Regions from separate parts of the Sus scrofa genome. Here regions 1, 2 and 3 are each linked to region 4. Evidence: chromatin contacts called from public Hi-C and targeted proximity ligation data. All regions are on one chromosome and are shown on one strand. The core of a region is the stretch at or near the end of the contact, and the rest is flanking DNA. Distances in the headings are between cores, read along the strand shown.

Region 1 (2,700 bases), core at 159-2,658, 210 kb after region 4:
CTCTTCAGAGAAATGGCTGTTTCCATAGTGGGACAGGGAAAGTATAAGATGAACCTGGAACATCTTTTGTCAGAAAGAAAGAAAATGTTCTAAGAATGATGGAGACATTTCAAAGGGAACCAAAATGCAGACTGATGGGTGCCCACTGGCCAAAATGAGTTCAATCTGAGCAATAAAAGAACAAATTATAGGGAGTTCCCTGGAGGCTCAGTGGGTTAAGGATCTTGTGTTGTTACTACTGTGGCTTGTGTTGCTGCTGTGGTGCAGGTTCAGTCCCTGGGCCAGGAACTTCTACATGCCTAGGGCATGGCAACCAAAAAAAAGAAGAACAAATTAGAGTAATGGATTATACCCATCGATTAAAACAACAGTTCACACATACATACATATAAATTAAAATTGGAAGAGGAACTGGACAGTTAGATGACCTCAGTGTCTCCTCACAAAATACTAATTAAGAGCAAAGGGAACATGAGTAACTGCAGAATGGAAAACCCTGGCAGACACACCCCAATCAAGGGGCAAGTTTTCAGTCATGAGACAAGTCAGAATCAGATGCCGTTCGATAGAATGCAACGTGAAGGTTATGGCAGTGCTTCTGTGACATTACTGCCAAGGATGCAGAGCCTGCATCTCGTCATGAGCAAACAGTGGGCAAACCCACACAGAGGGACATTCTACAACATAACTGGCCTGTAATTTTCCAGTGCTAAGATCCTAAAAACCAAGGAAAAGCTGAGGAACCAATCCAGGGTGAAAGAGATGAGGGAGAGAGAGGTGAGATCCACATGGAACGCGTCACTAGACCCCTCTTGCTATGAAGGACATTACTGGGACACAACAGGGTCTGAAGACTGATTAGAGAGCAGTGGTGTATCACTGTTAACCTCCTAACTCTGAGGGTTATAAGGCGGTTCATCAAGAGAATGTCCTTGTTCGTAGGAATTACACACTAGTGCATTCAGCTGTGATAGGACATCGTTTTGGCAGCTTTAAAATGATTCAAATACTTGTAACTTTTCAAACAGTTTAGGATTTGTTCTCAAAATTAAAAAAAAAAAAAAAAAAAAAAAAACCAACCTGTAAAATAGATCGCATCCTACCGTACCTTCCAGGGACGTACAAGGAACTTCAGAAAAAGAGCCAAAGGATTTACCCACGGTCGACAAGACCTACATGCTCAGGGCCCGAGCTATTTCTCCCACCTCATCTCCTAATACCTTCCCCTCACTTATTCCATCCCTGCCAAACTGGCCACACTGCTGCTCTCTGAATGCAAATGACACATCTCGAACACACGGTGCATCTGCGCCCCTAGTTCCTACTGCCTGGAGCTACTCACCCCCCACACAGCCCCCCTTCAAATGTCACTTCCTCAAAAAAGCCTTCCCTGACCCCTGTGTATATATATACATAAAACAGCTACCTCCTCCACAAAGGAAGGGGTTGCTCTTTACCCCTTTATGAATGCCAGCTTCCTCGCATTTACTGTTGCCTAATATATATATTTTCTGCTTCCCCTCATGAGAGCAAGGACTCCGCTTCATTCACTGTGGTATCCCTAGTGCCCACGATAGTTCTTGGCACCTGGTAGGTACGAAATAGTTATCTGAATGAGTAAAACCTGCCAACCTCTTCCTTTAACAGGCGTTAAAATAAATCTTTAAGTTAAAGGGTCCAGAGAAAAGAAAGGAAGCCACAAACAGAAAATCCAGCTGGAATACCTGGCTCTCTAATAAAAGATTAATCAACCCAACTTCAAATTTATTCATGGATCAAATCAAAGCTAAGAGTATAATTCTACAATGTATCGCACTCAGCAAAGGGGGCTTCTGAGAAACAAACAGCTGAGCTCACCCAAACCACTTCTCCCTACAAAGACCATCGCAGGCCTTTCCAGCTCCCCTTACAAACAAGGGTCATCAAAAGGACTCGGACCTTAGGAGGCTCCACACGACAAAGAAACTCAGCTTTGTGTTCTCAACTGCCCTCAGGCACCTGCTAGGGTGATGTTCTCGTCTATAGCTTTTAGCTTCTTTTTCATCTCCCATCTTATATATGAAGGGATTTGCTTAGCTGAATAGTACTTTTATCATTTCAGATTTTTACCTATTTAATAGTTTTAAATGTGTTTCATCCCACGTAAATGAGTCCCCTTCCCCAACCCCCCACACCCCCCAAAACAGAGACCCTGACACTGTGTTAGATGGCGGCTTTGAAGAAGATGGCCACCAATCTGAGGAAGACAGCCCACAGGGCTCCCACAGACTCTCAGGACCAGCCCCACCCCAAAAATAATCAACCAAACAATGAAAACTGGGAGGACACCTTGCCTCCGAAAGCCAACGTTCCACTTTGAGATCTTGGTCTCAAATAGTGCCCCTGGCATATACGAAGTCCCTCGGGAAAAGGCAGGCAGCTCCACACCTGAAACCACAGTTCCTCCGACTTTAACAGGCCGTACGTTATTATTTCCCACTCAAAAGAGCGTAAAAATCCAGCCTCAAATCAGTGTAAGGAAACAAGGGGTTTTACTAAAGACATAATCCAACACTGTGGTCTTCAAACGACGTCCCTGACATGAGTCAATGCTCCCAGTCAGTCCAAATAGTGGACGAGAGGTTGAAAAGTGGAGGCAGGTGAACTCTTACACATTTTGCTCAGCTCACCTTATATTTTTAAAAGCTATTCTATCCAATC
Region 2 (2,700 bases), core at 102-2,601, 170 kb after region 4:
TTAACCACTGCGCCACAACGGGAACTCCAGTATTCTCTTTTCTAAAGGAGCCCACCCCTTTCCATGTGAAATAACCTTTGGTTTCCACAAAACCTGGGTCTTCTCCTGGCATCATAATGTATTATATGAGTTATTTGGGTGTGGAGGGGTGAAGTGAAGGAGCTTGGAGGCTACGTCGAGAGAAATTATGGAAAATTATATCTGACCCTCCAAATGTCACGATGTGTTATTTCAAGGTAAGTGAGTCGGTAACTGGCATTTCCTGAATGCCATTTGCTGATGACTGAATTATGTCCTTGTTTCTCTGGGTTTTTGTTCTGTAGTCATGGTGGCGGCAGATGATAGGAGAATGAGGGGGCGAGGGGCAGATGACTGTCTAGCTGTGACTCCACAGCCTCGTATACAGTGGAGAGCAAAAAAAGACAATTAGAAAAAGAAGTCAGAGGTCCTGTCGTGGCTTAGCGGAAACGAATCTGACTAGGAACCATGAGGTTGCGGGTTCGATCCCTGGCCTCGCTCAGTGGGTTAAGGATCCAGTGTTGCCGTGAGCTGTAGTGTAGGTCACAGATGTGGCTTGCACCTGCATTGCTGTGGCTGTGGCATAGGCCAGCAGCTACAGCTCAGATTAGATCCCTAGCCTGGGAACCTCCATATGCTGTGGGTGTGGCCCTAAAAAAAGCAAAAAAAAAAAAAAAAAAAAAAAAAAGGCAAAAATCTTCACCAGAAGATGCCTTCAATCCTGACAAAGTGCCAGTGTTGTTTGGGAGCCCCAAGGATGATCCCAAAGTAGACGAAGCAGGAGAGTAAGGTCACAGGAGCCCAAGGAAGCTGGTTCCATGCGTGAGCCCAAAAGGCTGCAGAGCCAGGCCTGTTCTCACTGAACAAGGCATATGGGGCTCCGTTCTTAGTATGTCGCTGATTATTTCTTTTAGAAGCAAGGATTTCATGCTGAGTATATCAGCTCTCTGAGTGCCCACATTTCCTTAAAAAGAGTGACTGGATTTGCAGATGTCATGTCCATGTGAACTGGCGTCCTTCTGGGACTTGGAAAGGCTGGGCTGCCCCAGGCGAGGCTGCCTGTCCCTTTTCCAGCAAAGCTGCTTAGATTCCTCGAAGATTTTATGGCTAAAGAAAGCGGCGGGAGCACAGACTTTTCTCGCTTCCCCTTCTACAATCCCAACAATATGACTGTAAAAGAATAAAGAGGAAAAATCTACAAGGACAAAACGAATGAGAGAGAAGGTGACAACAGACTAGAGAGTCCACAATTTAGGACACTGCAGTCCCGGGACGTGGGACTTAGCAGGACACAGAAAGCTGGAAATAGCCGTCTACCCCGTGACTTTTAGGCCGGAACAGAACTTTCACAAAGCAATTCTGAGCTGACGTCCTCTGGGGTTACTTCCTTTCATAATATGGGTCACTTAAGGTGAAAGAATGGTGCACTTTCATTTACCAAGTAGGGAGAGGGAATTAGGAACAGGTCGGTTGGTACCCCAGATCCAGCCTCCACCTCTGGCCAAGGAGTCTCCTTCTGGAGAGACGGGTCAGCCAACCCCAGATTCAGGGAGGGTTGGGGTGAGATATCAGCCCCAAAGCAGAGGTCGAGGTGAGGTCGGCTCTCTGCCAGACACACACACACGGAAGGGAGGGAGGAACGGTTACCCCGGAGGAAAGTCGGGGTCATGATGACAACAGCTCACACACACACTGTGCCAGGCGGAGTGCGAAACACTTCATACACTTGATTGATTCTCCCAACGACGGTATGCTAGAGGTACACTTCCCATTTTATTTTACACACAAGCAACTAGAGGCACAGAGAGTTCAAGTACATTCCCCAAGGTCACACAGCCAGGAGGGAGCAGAGCGGGAGAGGAACCCAGACGGTCTGGCTCTAACGAGAGGGGAACATGGGTCCAGGACGGCAGACACCGCAAAGGCGGACCACGGGGAGAACAGGGAGCACCATGACTTATGCTCCAGAACTTCCATAGAGCGTGTGGGCTGGCTGCTGTTTTATTATATTCCCAACAGTTACAAGGCGGGACAAGCAAATGGCAGGATGTCAAGCGTGGTCATTTTGAGCTGATCCTTTTTGGCTGTGGCAGGTCCCCCAGAGTGTAGGTCTTTGTAGCCCAACTAGTGACCCCTCAAAAGATGTCCTGTCTCAAGCCCTGGAAGCTGTTACTTTATGTGGTAAAAGGGTCTCTGCGCATGTGAATCAATTAAGGGTCTGGAGATGGGGATTCTCCAAGCCTCGCAGGAGACCTCAAGCCCCTTTGGACTCCTCAGCTCAGACCATTAGGTGAGGGGCTTACAGACCAGACACCCCTCTGCAAATACCACATGGAGCCCACATCATAATTCTATCCACTGGCAAGAACCTGCTGACAAACGTAAGTGGGGTCTCAGACTGATGAGTCTCTGGGCCAGGGTATTAACAGAAAAGTTGGCGCTGATGACACACCACCTTGGACACCCATAGAAGAAATAGATTTTAAGGGTTCCCATTGTGGCTCAGCAGTAATGAACCTGACTCGTATCCATGAAGATGTCGGTTCGATCCCTGGCCTCGCTCAGTGGGTTGGGGATCTGGTGTTGCTGTGAGCTGTGGTGTAGGTTGCAGATGGGGCTCAGATCTGGTGTCACTGTGGCTGAGGCATAGGCCGGCAGCTATAGCTCCAACTGGACCCCTAG
Region 3 (2,700 bases), core at 46-2,545, 190 kb before region 4:
CAGGATGCGTATCTGACGGAGGCCTATTTCAAGTGACCCTTTGAGCCAGCAGGTGTTTGATGCGACCGTCGGAAAACATGCTCCACAAGATGACACAGAAGGCTGCTTTCTCTTCAAAACTGAACGCAGTCCCCAGTGAGAGGCGACCAAGGGGCAGGCGAGGGTTCGCAGAGATGCACGTGATACCTGCTGAACACATTACTTGGTAATGACGTCATTCAAAGCCCTAAATATTTAATAAACTTGTTTCTCCCCCCCCGCTACATAAAAACATACTTCCCACGAATGTGGCTGCTTCGAGACGGCTGTGTCAGCACGACAGAGGCCGGCTCACACCGATGCCTCCATCCTCCCGCTGCCCGGGTCAGCTCGAGACGCCCCATCACCTAATTAGCAGCCCTCAGCAGGAGCTTAAGCAGGACAGACGGGACGATCTCACGCGACAGGAAGTCTGCAGGTAAGTGAATCCTGACATTGACTCAGCTGCTCAGCAGAGCTGCAGGGACCCAGCCCCTGTCCGTGTTTCTACTGCCGTCCTCGCTCTTGTCACCTCACGGTCACAGGATGGCTGCCACAGTTCCAGACGTCATGGTCTCCCATCGGGCAGGAATAAAGCGAAAGGGGCAGTAGCTGAGAGGCTGTTACAACTATCCTGGGAAGAACTGACCGACACAGAGCTAGTGGCAGCTGAGATGGAAAGATGCGAAATTTAAGATACACTTAGAAGGGAGATTGACACGCCTCTATGGTGGCAATGATGAGGAAGAGCCATCAGATGTCTCCACCTCGGGTGACTAGGGAGGCGGGGGTGGTGACTTCAGTGGAAGCAAAGCACAGGGAAAGAACAGATCTGGGGTAAACGGAAAACAACGACCTTGGGTTTTAGTCTGAGGTGCTCTGGCCCATCCTCGTACAGAGATTTTACAGGAAACTTATCATTGGATCCACGGCTCAGAAAAGAGGGAAGCGCTAACTGCGTAACTGGGGTCGTACCGGTCACCCAGGAAATGCCGAAATCCTGCTGCGTGTGCAGCGAGGAGGTGGACTGGAGATAATGGAGGCACAAAACTCCGCAGAGAATGATCTAGAAATCATGGAAGACCAGGGCTGGGAAACACAGGCACCGTCTTGGCCCCGGGGTAATGGATGGCCTGCCCTGAAAGCCTTTTACGGGAGGGAGGCACCGACTCCACGGGAGCGGTGGGAGGAGCCCGAGGGAACAAGGAAGTGAGGACTCAGCCCTCCAGAAACACAGCGCGAGGTGTGGTCACGGGAGGCCTTCCGACCCGGGAGTCCAAAGGCTGGTCTTGAGGGGGCCCTTGTGGACGAGACTTCCCTCTCTGCCAAAGGCCAGGAGCGAGGCGCGCCTACCACGCCTGCTGGGTTTTTCTCTGCGAGGACAGGATGGTTGGATCGGGGGCAGCCACCGTGTCGTCGGGAGGGGAGACAGTGCTGACACCCCGAGGCTTGGCAGGATGGGAAGGGGGGATGAGCTTGCCTCTTGGCCTTCGCCAAACTGATGAACTAGCCCCTCAGTCACTGACCTCCCCACTTCTTGTTGGGTGAGAAGAATAAATCCCTGCTTCTTAAGCCTCTTTCACTCTTGCTACAACAGCCTCATGAGATGCGACAAAATGAACTCGTCCTGTTTCCCGCTATCCCTGGAAACTATGCAGTGGGGACGACAGCTCCCTCCTCCTCGACGGAAACTCTGCAGACCTCTGAGTCTTGTCCTTGTCCTTAGGGAACAGTCTAAAGTCTCCTGCAACAGCAGACAGCATGACAGTTTGGGGAGTTAAAATGATCCAAGACTAGGAGTTCCCTGGTGGCTCATCAAGGTAAGGATCCAGTGGTGTCCCTGCTGTGGCTCTAGTTTGATCCCTGGCCCAGGAACTTCTACCCATCATGGGCGCAGCCAAAGAGAAAAACAAAATAATAACGCCAAAGACCGTTAAAACCCCCGACCCTGATTTCCTATCAGATCCCTCTGCCCCCGGCCTGTGTCAGGCCCAAAGCCTGAGGCGGGCAGGGCCGCAGCGTCCCTCTTTTTCCCCCTCGTGCTCCTCCTCCTCCACCGACCCGCGCCTCTACCTGCCAGTCCAGGTGTGTTTGACCCCTGAGGGTCAGGGTTGGGGGGTGATGAGGGCTAAAGCCATGGGGAGGGTCTCCCTCCAGCAGGTCCGGCTCTGAGCCCGCTGTGGCTTTTTGGTCTGTCCTGGGGGCACCTTGCTCAGCCGCAGGAAGGCTCTGCTCAGCTCTGGCTCCCTTTGGCTGCGCTTCCTCCCCCGGCCCCACCCACGGGCTCAATCCAACTCCCACCCACCAGGCAGATTCTTCTCCTGCGTGGCCCGTGTCAGTCAGACCCGCTGGAAACACGGGTCACCCCCCCCCTCCACCGGACTGATTCCGACTCAGCCCTCCTCTCTCAGGGAACCACAGGCCCCTTGAGCTGCCTCACAGATCCGTCTAAGCTCCCTTGGGGACCTGCTTTAAGGCGAGGGCAGCAAACCCCCCACCCCAGTCACCTCAGGAAAAAAAAAAATCTAAGGAAAGAAATAATTCAAGGTTACCCTCTTCTCTCCCCTCTCTCTCAATCCCTTTATGTTCTGGAATCGGGGAGGGGTTCAAGACCACAGGGAGACGTTTCCAAGCATTTCCTTTTGAGGTTCTACCTAGAATGACCTGGCTTTGGGATTTTAT
Region 4 (2,700 bases), core at 24-2,523:
GTTGGGTTCTTAACCCACAGAGCCACAGTGGGAACTCCTTAAGTTTTTTTCTTGTGAAAAATGCCAAACATAAGTAAGGTGAAGAGAAGAATATAAAGAAACCCATATACCCTCACCTTTCTGATTTCATATTCTCCCATACATAGTGTGCGTGTTTGTGTGTGCTGGGAGCATTTTAAAGCAAATACCATATTTTAAGCACAGTTTTTACCTGTCCCTTGTCCTGAGGCTGCCTACAGAAGGGACAGACACTCAGAATACATATCAAGAGGACCAAGGAACAAAGGCTGTGTTGATGCCCCATGTCACGGCCGCACACTGCTTTTTTCTCATTGACCTGCATGAAAGCGAAAGCTTCCGACTAACTGCATGACAACACATTCCAAGCACACAAAGCCTTTGATCCCTGTGGAAAACTTAGAAGGAACCAGGCAATTTTCCAGAAGCACCAGACTCCAAACAGTAATAAGCTAGGTCAAATGGACACGTCTGCCTGATACCCAGTTATTTCAGCTGTCGCCCCTGTGGCTCCTTAATTTCCCTGCTTCATGCCATCGAGATGGTGGAAGGAGTCTTTTTCACTAACTGGAACTGCCTTTTCTTTTTCCTCAAGTGAACAAAAAGGGAATTTGAATCACAGGAGTCCCAAGGGCAAGTGAGAACACAGAGATTCTTGTGGGGCTCTGGGGCCAAGGGCCGAGCTCTCTGAACGCTGACCCAGTCAGGGATGGACACACAGACGTGCCTGAGACGTGCTCCAGCCCAGGGCCTGGAACACAGCCCGCAAGCATGAAATGAATCAGAACCAAGAGGCTGGAGGCCCAGTGGAATGAGCGCCGGGGCCTCGACCCCATTAGAACGCGTTTTCCAAATGCACCACCTCAACCCAAGAGCTCCTTTCCTTCTTCCACGAACCTTCTAGGTCTCCATCCTCGGTAGATTCATCTTCACGGCATCCAGGCAATTTCACACACGCGCCTCCTGCCGCAGCACACCCACCGCATCCCCGCGTCATGAACGCTCCTGGGAATTATTTTAAACAGCAGCGTGGTTTGTAGGGGTGTCTACAAATCCAAAGATGATTCTCTGCTCTATTCTCTTCCTTTTTTTTTCTGACATCCATCTGGGGTTTTTTGGGGGGGTGTCCAGGAAACTGCTCTTTTGCTTTATCTCCACCCCCTCTTGCCAAGAGGCATCCCCCTGCCTCTAGGAACTGGCACACGCTGCTGTCTCCACACACAATGCCCACGCCCCGCCTGGCCTATTCCTGCCCGTGTCTCAGGGCTCAGATTAAGCGTCATTTATTCTAGGAAGTCTCCCTTGACCCTCTGACGGCCCTAACTTCCAGGAATTCAAGGGGCAAGACACGCGTCACACTCTGTACACGGTGACTGTCTTATGATCTGTCCGGTCACCAGAATGCAAGCCGAAGCCACTCCTCTGAGCCTCAGCAGCGGGGGCTCTTGTCTGCCGGGAGCCTCCCTGTCCTCATCTGCAGGGGGGACCCGCAGTCCCTCCCGTCCAAGAGGATGCAGGAAGGGCACGGGAGGCAGACTCGCGGGTTCAGGGGACAGCACAAAGGGCTCTAAGAATGTTAATAATGTCACTACTGATGATACATCTGCTACCCAGTTCTAAGGGATAGAAAGCAGTCCCATCGTTTTTTCATTTTTTATTTATTTATTTTTTTTTCCTAGGGCCGCTTCCCGCGGCATATGGAGGTTTGCAGGCTAGGGGTCCAATTGGAGCTGTAGCCGCCGGCCTACGCCACAGCCACAACAACTCAGGATCCGAGCCACATCTGAGACCTACACCACAGCTCACGTCAATGCCGGATCCTTAACCCACTGAGCAAGGCCAGGGATCAAACCCGCAACCTCATGGTTCCTAGTCGGATTCGTTAACCACTTCACCCCAACGGGAACTCCAGTTCCATCATTTTAACCTTTTGAGGATCACAGACAAGGAGAGCTAACTTCACGGAATGTTTATGCCCTTTCTCATTGTATCCTCATATAAATGAGTGGGGTAAGATCTAGCATTATTCTTCTTTTCCTGGGGCCACCCTGCTTTATTTTGTTTATTTATTTATTTAGTCTTTTTTTTGGGTCGCACCCATGGCATATGAGGTTCCAGCTAGGGGTGAAATTGGAGCTATACCTGCCAGCCTATGCCAGAGCCGCAGCAATGCCAGATCCGAGCCGAGTCTGCGACCTACACCACAGGTCATAGCAGCACCAGATCCTTAACCCACTGAGGGAGGCCAGGGATCAAACCTGCGTCCTCACGGATGCTAGTCAGATTCGTTTCTGCTGAGCCACGGTGGGAACTCCCAGCCTGCTTCTTTAGCACGTGAGGCTAAGAACCCTCCTCACAAAATGCTCATACCTCTTTTATGAAAACCATTTCCAAAAACACAGTGCATACAATTTCCAGACGTGCACGGATCCCCTGAAGTCCATGTTCTCTGGGCCCCCCCTTCAAGGCCCCGCATGCAGAAAAGTGAATTACACAGCAAAGTTCAAAGACTTATACACCCTGCAGGCCTGGGAGGCTATGAGAGTAAACAGCATCAGCAAGCATTCTCGAGCTGGGAAACAAGTTGCAAATCCTAAAAGCTCAGCAGACGTGGTTGCCTTGGCAAGTCAGGTCACTGCGACGACTGAAGACTCTTGGCCCCGGCGTGAGCGGCGTGAGCGG

What was found. Hi-C and Micro-C count contacts between places; a contact is called where the count stands out from the background.
Region 1: a contact with region 4 is called in a targeted proximity ligation map of alveolar macrophages. A contact is called at or near these places in 1 of 47 Hi-C or Micro-C datasets (embryonic fibroblasts) and 1 of 2 datasets of targeted methods (alveolar macrophages).
Region 2: a contact with region 4 is called in a Hi-C map of liver, with 5 times the contacts expected there. A contact is called at or near these places in 1 of 47 Hi-C or Micro-C datasets (liver) and 1 of 2 datasets of targeted methods (alveolar macrophages).
Region 3: a Hi-C map of liver shows a contact between it and region 4, with 3 times the contacts expected there. A contact is called at or near these places in 1 of 5 promoter capture datasets (liver), 17 of 47 Hi-C or Micro-C datasets (alveolar macrophages, embryonic fibroblasts, fetal heart ventricle and 10 more) and 2 of 2 datasets of targeted methods (alveolar macrophages and skeletal muscle).

The regions. Positions count from the first base shown.
Region 1 is chr5:88,299,844-88,302,543 of Sscrofa11.1, reverse strand. The region is part of intron 3 of NDUFA12 (NADH dehydrogenase [ubiquinone] 1 alpha subcomplex subunit 12); the gene reads right to left. Among named protein-coding and RNA genes, the nearest start is that of NDUFA12, 8.4 kb to the right of the region's middle.
Region 2 is chr5:88,337,957-88,340,656 of Sscrofa11.1, reverse strand. No RefSeq gene overlaps it. Among named protein-coding and RNA genes, the nearest start is that of NDUFA12, 47 kb to the right of the region's middle.
Region 3 is chr5:88,692,661-88,695,360 of Sscrofa11.1, reverse strand. No RefSeq gene overlaps it. Among named protein-coding and RNA genes, the nearest start is that of CEP83, 77 kb to the left of the region's middle.
Region 4 is chr5:88,507,079-88,509,778 of Sscrofa11.1, reverse strand. All of the region lies in intron 1 of TMCC3 (transmembrane and coiled-coil domains protein 3), which reads right to left. Among named protein-coding and RNA genes, the nearest start is that of TMCC3, 99 kb to the right of the region's middle.